Regions from separate parts of the Oryzias latipes genome. Here region 1 is linked to region 2. Evidence: chromatin contacts called from public Hi-C data. All regions are on one chromosome and are shown on one strand. Each heading gives the region's core, a stretch centred on a gene start, on an enhancer-like site or on the middle of the called end of the contact. The rest is flanking DNA. Distances are from core to core; before and after follow the strand shown. Region 1 holds the start of LOC101171409 (neuronal cell adhesion molecule). Region 2 has its middle 77 kb from the start of LOC111947533.

Region 1 (4,391 bases), core at 856-3,355, 160 kb before region 2:
AGTTAGGAGTCAGTAGCTCTGTCATCTGGTTTGCTGCTATTTTCCCACCTTAGCTTTCATCTCTTCTTCCTCTGGGGGCGTGCTCCTCAGTTCCATTTTTCAATCAGCTTCTGAGGGAAATTAACCCAACTCATTTGCACTTAATTAGTTTTAGGGAAGCGGATGATATGGGGGGAATGTACAAAGAGCTTATGACAAGGGCAAGGTCAATTTGTGGTTGTCTTGTTAATGTGGTTGGCATAACATGAAGACTGGTGAATAAATAACAGAAAAAGAGCTCAGGTGTGACTCGATCTCTTCACTTTACAGAGCATGATGCTTTTGGATCCCGATAGCAGACGACTTCCCGCTTCCTCTCTAATAGGGTTTTGCAATTTAAGTGCCATATTCTAAAGTGTTGTGCCCTTGAACCCATAAAGAATAATTCCTTCCGAGTATTTGACAGATTTAATCCATGGGGAAATTATAGGAATATTAAAATGAGTTTGAAGACATTTAGTTTTAACTGGAGGCGATAAAATGAGAGGCATTCCCCAGTGAGGCACATTCAGGTGAGGAGCTTCAGGTCCTTTCGAGAAAAGCTTTGATTTTGAAGGAACTAGTGGTATTGTTTCTTACTTTTCAAAAGGATTAAAAAGATGATGGAGGGGACTAAAATACTTTAAACAAGTGTCATGTTGAAAGACTTGAACCCTTTAAAATTGTATTTTTTGTGTTGTTTATAACTATGCACCATCCTCCTACATATTTTCCACAAAGTACATGAACCCAACCGCGATTTAATGTTTTTAACATGTTATTGTGAAAATTTTCTTGTAATGGAGGACATTTATGAGAAAAAAACAAGCCTTAAAGGTTGTGTCTGAGAATTGTTGGTTTGTTGTGAATCAGGAGCAGATGAAATAATGCAGCTGGAAAAAGCTTGTAGGTGTGACATAGAAGCTACTGTGGCGAGCCACAAGCTTCCCGCTCCTCTCCATTCTGATGCTTTCGTTTCCCTGTTTGAGCTGGAACCAGGCTCAAACTGTACGGCTGGATATCTGAAATATTGCTCACCAATAAGTGGAAGACATGAAAACAAATGGATGATGGGAAATGGGGACGGGCTTACTCAGCTCTGCCCTCAACTCAGGTGAATTTCTTATGAACTACTGCTGCTCTGCAGAGACTATGTCCAAGAAAACAACACAGGTCATTTGATTTAGGCTAAAAATAGCATGATTATAATAATTGAAAAAAAGCCACTGGGAACGATATAGAATAGAAAAGGAAATCTTTATTTGTTTTTTTCTATAGCATTTTCCCCAGAAAGAATCACAGTGCTTTCCAAAATTACAGCATAAAATCAAGCCAAAACACAGAGGGCTGAAAAGAAAAATCCAATATTAATGATAAAACTTAAAACATAGTAAAACACAGTAAAAACATGGTACATACTAGATGAAAAATAATCAAAATGGTACTTTAAAGTAAGATTTCTTGGGAAGACCATTTTCTTACCCCTTTGGCAGATAGATTTTAAAGAAAAATCTGCCTATGGGGTAAGAATAACTTATTTCTAAGGGGCCTGTTTTTGCAGTGTAGACAGTTGGATTAATGTTTCTAAATATTTCTGTCTCTAAAAAGCAAGTGCACTTCAAAAGCCACATAAACACCTCTTTTAATTGTTGATCTATTGGCATTTATGCAACAATTCTGTGACAAACATGGTTCTAAAACAGCTGGACATTAGCCCACCGTGGAGGAGTTACATAAAAAAATGAAATGTTTATGATTTTGGGGTTTTGGCGCTAGAATTAAGATTAAACCTTATATTTAATTTCCTGACCCTAAATCCACCAAAAATATCAATTATTAAAGTGCTGCTCCCTGCTGTTGTAGTCCACAAAAATGACATTGCAAAGCTTTCAAAGGGCAACTTTTAGTTCGTTTAAAGCTCAAACTTATCCAGCTGTTGCCCATCTGCCTGAATCCCATGAAATATGTTGTTTTTGTGAAACAGTTCGTTAGGATGCTTCTGTGCCTGGAGGAGGCCGCCGCTCATCAGCAGCGGCGCTGCAGCGCGCACGGTGGGATTGCGCGCGCAGCCGCGCGCCCCCGCCTGCGTGAGGGGAGCAGAGGAGAGGAGAGAGGAGCGAGGCAGAGGAAGCAAGTGCAAGGAGTGAGGCTGTCGAGCGGGACGTAAACACGGAGCTGAGGACCAGACTTCAGCAGGTAAGACGCACCGAATCCCAGCTGCTGTCGCGGGCGGACCGGCGTCCTGACAGGTGTTAAGTCCAAACAGATGCAGCTCCTCCTCCACCCGAGCTGGATGCTGGAGCATGTCGATCTTCTCTGCTCCTTTCTCAGCATTAGAGCGCGCTCGGGTTTTATTGTACTGCATTCCACTTATGTGTTACTGAGGGGAAACTTTGTGCCAAATGAGATGAAACGCAGGAGGATGTTGGATGCTGAAAAGACACTAGTGTTGGATCTTTATTTAAAAAAACACGTATTTCAGCAGATAACAAATTGTACAGGTCAGCTAGAAAGAAGACTTTTTTGTGTTTTTACTATGTTGATGAAATGCTGTCTTAATGCACAAAATCCCTCATGTCATATAAGCTGATTTGCTGCTGGGATGTATAAGTCCTGCCATGCTCATATCCCAACCCACACTTGTTTGGTTTGACTTCCTTTGACCAGGCTCCGGTCTGGCAATAATTGCCCCCCATGAGGTGTCATCACTTATATCTCCTGACATTTTTATCACCCATCCATGGTAAAAGAAGAAAAAAAAATCATCCAATCCTAAGCCTTACCCCCCTTCCACCTCCTCCTCCTCCTCTTTTTTTCAGTGTGCCCCTCAATCAAAGCTTCAGTCAAGGAGGGGATCTCACCATCATTACAACAACACCCAGCTCACCCTCCTCTGCTCATCACACACACACATGCCTTGAGTGCACACTTTCGCTCTCTGTTCAGTTGGGCAAATGAATACAATGCTAATGACCTCTGCTGTATTGTCTCCAGCTCGTCTGCTCTCTGAAAAGGCTGACACACTTTCTTTTTAGAAATGTTTATTCACTCTCACCACACCGTGTTTTAATCTGTTTAAGACAATAACAATATGTCTGTCCCACCATATGCCTTGTTTTTTTTATTTTTTGGTTTAATGCAAAAACTGGTGGCAAATTGTGGCGTTCGCTGTCCACCCCTTCCTTGACCTGGATGCCAGGCATCAGCAGCTACTGGAGGAGAAATCAGGCTCTCTTAAGAAATGTGGAGATTTTGGAACAAGATAGTGACCTACATTGTGCTGCCATCTTTCCTCTCACCATCGGCACAAACAGCACAAGGCGGGGTGGGATGTGTGGGGGATTTGCATAACTAAGGGATTATGACACATGTTGGCCGGTGTTGTCGAGAAAGCACCAGTCTCGGGGCACGCTGTTGACCCAAAACCAGTGACGAGTGTGCCGCTCTCCTGCGGGGGCTGTGGGAAAAGCTTGGGTGTCGGAGGGGAAAATGCCAGGGATTTCACCCTGTGGGCTGAAGAAGCACGCAGACTATTCGGGAAGAAGTGATGAGCTCTCCTTGTGCGAGCAGCCGTCTGTGGATGGGTGAATGCCGTCAGCCAGATGGAACAAAGTGTCTCACAGACAAGAGAGCAGCTCTGACTCTCTTGTGACGATGATGATGACAAGATCTTTTGAGGAGCCACACTGGAGATCTTTTCACTGATGATCTGACCAAGAGTTATAATGTTCCATTAAACTAAAGTTCAAGTATGAATCTAAAACCCACAGGTCTTCAAACTTAGCCGTAATGGTGCCAAAAAACGGAACTCTTAAGATTTTCTATTTGAGACTTACTTTAAATTGAGACAAACACTAAGAAAAGTTACATGTCAATTTTAAAACTGCCTAAATTATTAAAGTATTTTTTTCAAACTAGATATTTATGCTTATAAATCTAAGGTTAACAATATCATTGGTAGGGGCTATTGCCATCATCCCATGGGCTTCTATAATTAACTCATAGCTCCTCAAATCCAAAACTCAGAAAGCTTCAAAACTATTATTCAAGACCATAAGAGGATATCATGCTGAAAAAAAAAACCCCTTAGCTTTTCTTTATGGTTTATCAAAACAACAATTAACCCTCTTTTGAAGGCCTGTGAGATTTTGTTTTGTCATGAAAAATGGCAGAGACACAGTTCAATAATTCACCATCACTCCTGCTGACTGACTGATAGAACGTCTGCTGATGGAGACACGCACAGAAGATCCAGCAGCCGTGGTAAAAAAAAAGAAAGGCCGTGCCATTCATCTGTGATGTGTCTTAGTCTCTGGGGGCTGATAGCAGCAGCCTATCCATTAGTGTCACTGCAGCCTGGGTGTTTGGTCCCC
Region 2 (4,752 bases), core at 1,573-4,072:
AGATAAAGCTTTTTTTAGGGTTCTCAAACTGTCTCAATGTTTTATGTAAAATGCTAAATCATAACAAATATAAAACCCGTAATACACAACTAATGGTTGTTGTCACAATCCTTCAGATTGCAAGAACATTCTGATTGGTATAGGTCCAGTTGGGTCAGATAATTTTAATAGATATTGTGACGGACAGAACATATAAATAAAAGTGCACATTCTGCTATTTCCAAACGTTGAAATAAAAACAATTGAACAAATCAGAAATAATAAATCCATTCCTTTAATCTCTTATTTGGCAGCAAGTATAAATGAAAGGTACAAGTGTTACATGCAGAAGAAAAATGTACTAAGAATGAATCCAAATGTAGCTGAGTAAGCAATATACATATACTCAAGTAAAAAATTAAAACAAAAACTTATGGTTTATTAAAATATGCTCAGAAAAACTCTTCTTTTGTTACTCAAATAAGTGTAACTGAGTAAATTTAACTAATTTATCACATCACAATGTGACCTAAACATCTCCCAGATCAAAACCAGGGTCTTGTAGACCCACTCTAATGAAAATTGTGTTTTTTTGTGATTTAAAACATGTTTGGCATTTTTCAAATGCATATGAAGGACATGAAAAAAAGAAATTAAGCTTAATATTGCATATGTAAAGAAGAAATGTAAAGAAGAAGCAAAGAAAAAAATGCTCTCTGCTCTGCTACAGTCTGATGCATCCCACTTAGACAAATAATCATAATCATAGTTTTAAGACCACTGAGAACGTTTTTAAAACAGATGATCGGAGTGGGACTTTTAAGACAAGAAGATTGACAGCAGCGATGCTTTGATATTCTGCAAACCTGCCAGCTTAACGAACTCCACATGTTTTTATCTCAAAGACTGCCTTTCAAGTTGTTCTACACCGCAGAAGAGGTTGGTACTTTCTCAACAGAACAGCTGTTAGAATTTTCTTATCAGGTTTTATGCAGGTGAAAGGTGAGCTGATAATATGTCTCATGCTAGAGCAGATTACCACAAACCCTTCAGAGTTAGATTAGCAGTTTAGAACAACTCCCAAGAATGAAAAAAACAGATTGAAAAAAATTCTATTTGCTGTAATTTAGAGGCTTTATCAGTTCAAGCATGTGGCTTGTGCGATAAGTTTGATCAATGTTGACAGTGAAACGTTTTTTCCTCCTAAAAACACAAAAGATTGTTTGTTTTTATTCTCAAACTTAAAACACTTCAAGCCCAACATGCCTAATCTAAGACAATTTCAAAAAAACACATCTACAACTGCAGTCAACCCATGTAGATCAACTCTGTAACCATAACAGGTGTGCAGAACCTCACCAGATTGTTGTTCTCTTTTGTAAATCTATACTTTTTCCTTTAAAAGCTTAGACAACCCAAAACATACTTTGAATCTGTGCACGCAGCAGACCAGAACCACTCTGTTTTCGCATGGAGGCCTGAAATGTGACTCTGCCTTTGAGGGTCCTGCAGTATGTCATGCAGCGTCAGGCATAAAAAGGCTGGCCTGAAATCAGACAGGAATGCTTTATAATTGAAGGTCTCAATGGAGATATTGCGTTACTGCTGCTCACCGAAGGAGCATCGTCCCCTCGAGACATGTTTCACCAGAGGAGAGGCCCTGAAGTGGAAAAAAACCACTCTCGATGACAATTATCATGAGAGTTGTAACAAAAAGAGAGGGTGAGGGTCTTTGTTCATGTGCACAGGTCATCGTGTATTTCCTACAATCGTGTAAGCTATGGAAAATGTGGGAGTTTATCCTTCTGTCAGTGGATAATTTTGAACACGCATGATATGATGTCTAATCTGTAAAACGTTCCAAACAGACAGTGAACATCAACCTTTAAATTCACAATCTAACACTGTCTAATACCCCAAGACAGGGGTCTGCAACCTTCAACACTTAAAGAGCCATTTGGGTCACCAACCTTCTCACTGACGACAACCCAAAAGGAGCCACAGAGTCTTACTTCACCCTGTAGAAAAATAAGACAGTACTTTGCATTTATGTTATTACTAGTACTAGAACTAAATTAAAGAAATAATAAGAAATTGCTTTAAAACTTGAAGCTTTCGACAGAGGTTTACACAATTTCCTTTCAAAATAAGACACCCTATATCTCATAGGAGCATCTCAATGCAGCAAATGTAGTAGTAGAGTATAGTCATTGACTTTGTTCCAAAAAAAATTAATGATAGTAAAAAAATAAAATAATAAACATTGGAGTATAATCTGGTGTCTTCCTTTTTCTTTTCTTTTTTCGTGGTACATGGTGGACAAAAATGTGTCAATTTTTTTTAGTTCCGCTTCTGATACCTACAGTCTTTCAACTGTTAGTGAAGGAGTTGAATGCAGTTTACTTTAGTTTACCTTTTTTTACTTTACTATTTGGATTTCTTGATTTTCACTAAACAGTTTTTTTTTGCTTTTGTTTTTTTTATTCAAACCTTTTTTTTTATTTTTCTTTACCAGAGAGCCACAATGGAGGGGTTACAGCGCCACTTGTAGCTCCGAAGCCCCATGTTGTTGCAAACCTCTACCCCAAGAAATCATCTCAGATTGTGGGAGCTGTAGCACCCTCTATTGGATAGTCTTTTTTTATTTTTATTTTTAAAGATCATTTTCAGAATAACTAAATTACGCACACTAAATCCCCAACTGTAGAAATGTAAAAAATGAAATTAAAACACAAATCAGTCTTTGATTTTAACTCCTGGATTTTAAGAGGAGGAGGGTGCGGTTTTCTGAGCTGGGAGATGTCGCTCCTGATGTGGTGCTTTCAGAGGCGAGCTCAGCTCAGACCTTTCACAGCTGCGCAGAGCCCGCAGACCTCACAGTCCACACATGCGCCTTCATGCGTTCAGACTACTTTGTTCTAACTTGTTGCAGCAAAAGAAACTTCCCTCCTCACATTACGCACATGAACTAACTGAAAACAAACCAAACACAAATTGGAAAAGCAATCTATAAAAATCCTCCCTGATGGAGTCAGAAGGAGAACCAGATAGGGGCCAGCGTTGTCGAGAAGGATGCGGGCTTGTGCGCCTGAAAAAGGAGCACAGCTGCGTGGAGGCGCTGCGCGCCTTCGCCGACGGGCTGGAGGAGAGAGCCGCGAGCCTGGAGCATGAGGCCCGGATGGCGGAGCTCAGGTGGAACAGGCGGGAACAGTTTCTTTTATCTCAGGTGAGCACTCTGCAGAACGAGACGCAGATCGCTGCGCTCAGGTACCGGCGGAGACTCCACCAGTACCTGCTGCACACCAGCAGCATCGCTGCACAGATTGTTGGATTCTGCCAGGTGAGGGTTCAGACGAGGTTCATGGCATGCGTCAGCCGCTTGATCACTGTAAAGGATGAAAACTCAACACTTTTTTTTTTTCTCATTCCTTTATTTAAGAAGAGAAAGGCTCCACATAGCATGCAAAGCAAGAAAAAAGAATCATATGAGGAGCATCTTCGGGTAAGATAAAAAAAAAATGTCACTTTCCTTATGATCAGCATCTTTTTGAGACTTTGAAACCTGCTTGTTGGTTCCTTGTTCTATTGTTTCTCTTTATCCTTTTTTTTCTTGCTGAACTTTGCAATTGAATCTGTACAGAAATATTCGCCACATCCATGTCACGTGAACTTTTTTATAAATTTAAATAATGGACAAAAATATTTTGTCAATACATGCTGGCTTTTGTGTTTATTGTTTTTTTTAGTAATATTTAGTTAATAAAACGATTTTATGTTTTATTAGAATAAAAACGAATATAGTTTTTAGTTTTTTCCAATAACAAGATTTTTGAATAGTTGTTGGTACCGAAACTTAACAGTGTGAGGATGACCACAGTCTCAAGAAACTTTCTTACGGAGGTTTGTAGGGTTTGTTTCGATGGCAACAAAAGCCTGTATTTATTATTGTTGTTATTGGCAGAACAATGTGTTGTGTTTCATCAAAACACAGTCTTATTACCTTTTCAGCAATGCAAACGAAGGAAAAAGGATTCATTACTGTCTAAAAGAAAAATTAAATTAAAGAAAAATAGAAAAGTCTGCAAACACAGGAACACACACACACACACACACACACACACACACACACACAAAAACAACAGGAAGATGATTAGCAAGCATGTTCTAAATGTGTTCTTCTGAGATTCTCAAAATTAGTTGCTGCAGTTCCTTTAAGTGGCATGTTTAAAATGAATTGCAACTATCTTTTTTTTTGGTTTTTTTGGTTTTTTTTTTAATAATTATTAACAGCTTTATCCATAAAACTATGTAGAAGTGTCTTTAAATGTTTTAAAATGACTTCAGACTCTTGGTTGTTGCAGGGATTTACTAAATCTCCTGTTGCGTGTGCCAACTCTAACATTAGTTCTTCTTAGGAGTTCACAAGGAAGCTTAAATGTTGGTGCCATTATCCGTCTGGCTGGACCCCGTGTTGTATTTGGGCTGCAGCAGAGGGTGCATGGGTTTATTAGTATTTGTGGTAGCTTAAAGGTGCACCTCGGATTGCCAACAGCATGCTGGGAGAACAACTGGTTCATTTTGATGAATGTGGAAAACTGTTCCGTCTCCTGCCAGAACTGGGCAGCCACGCAGCATCATTTTTGGTCCATTTCGTATGCTCCTTTTTTATAGCTGTTGAGGATTTTTGTCAGAGTTGTTCTCCAAATTGATTTTCCAATACTTGAGTTGCAGTTTATGGGAGTATAAGAGTTTCATGAGCAATTTTGGATGACA

What was found. A called contact is a pair of places that touch in the nucleus more often than the background predicts.
Region 1: a Hi-C map of gastrula embryo shows a contact between it and region 2, with 1.9 times the contacts expected there. The contact joins the promoter of LOC101171409 here to the enhancer-like site in region 2. A contact is called at or near these places in 3 of 5 Hi-C or Micro-C datasets (embryo, fibroblasts and gastrula embryo).

Annotation. Positions count from the first base shown.
Region 1 is chr6:13,238,978-13,243,368 of ASM223467v1, reverse strand. It overlaps LOC101171409 (neuronal cell adhesion molecule), which reads left to right and starts at 2,105. Exons shown (of 31, transcript XM_020703869.2): 1 at 2,105-2,214.
Region 2 is chr6:13,077,076-13,081,827 of ASM223467v1, reverse strand. No RefSeq gene overlaps it. Among protein-coding and RNA genes, the nearest start is that of LOC111947533, 77 kb to the left of the region's middle. Within about 2 kb of position 2,822, at least 2 of the 8 cell types and tissues checked have an H3K27ac peak or open chromatin away from gene starts, as enhancers often do. A contact at or near this core is called in embryo and gastrula embryo, where this site is marked.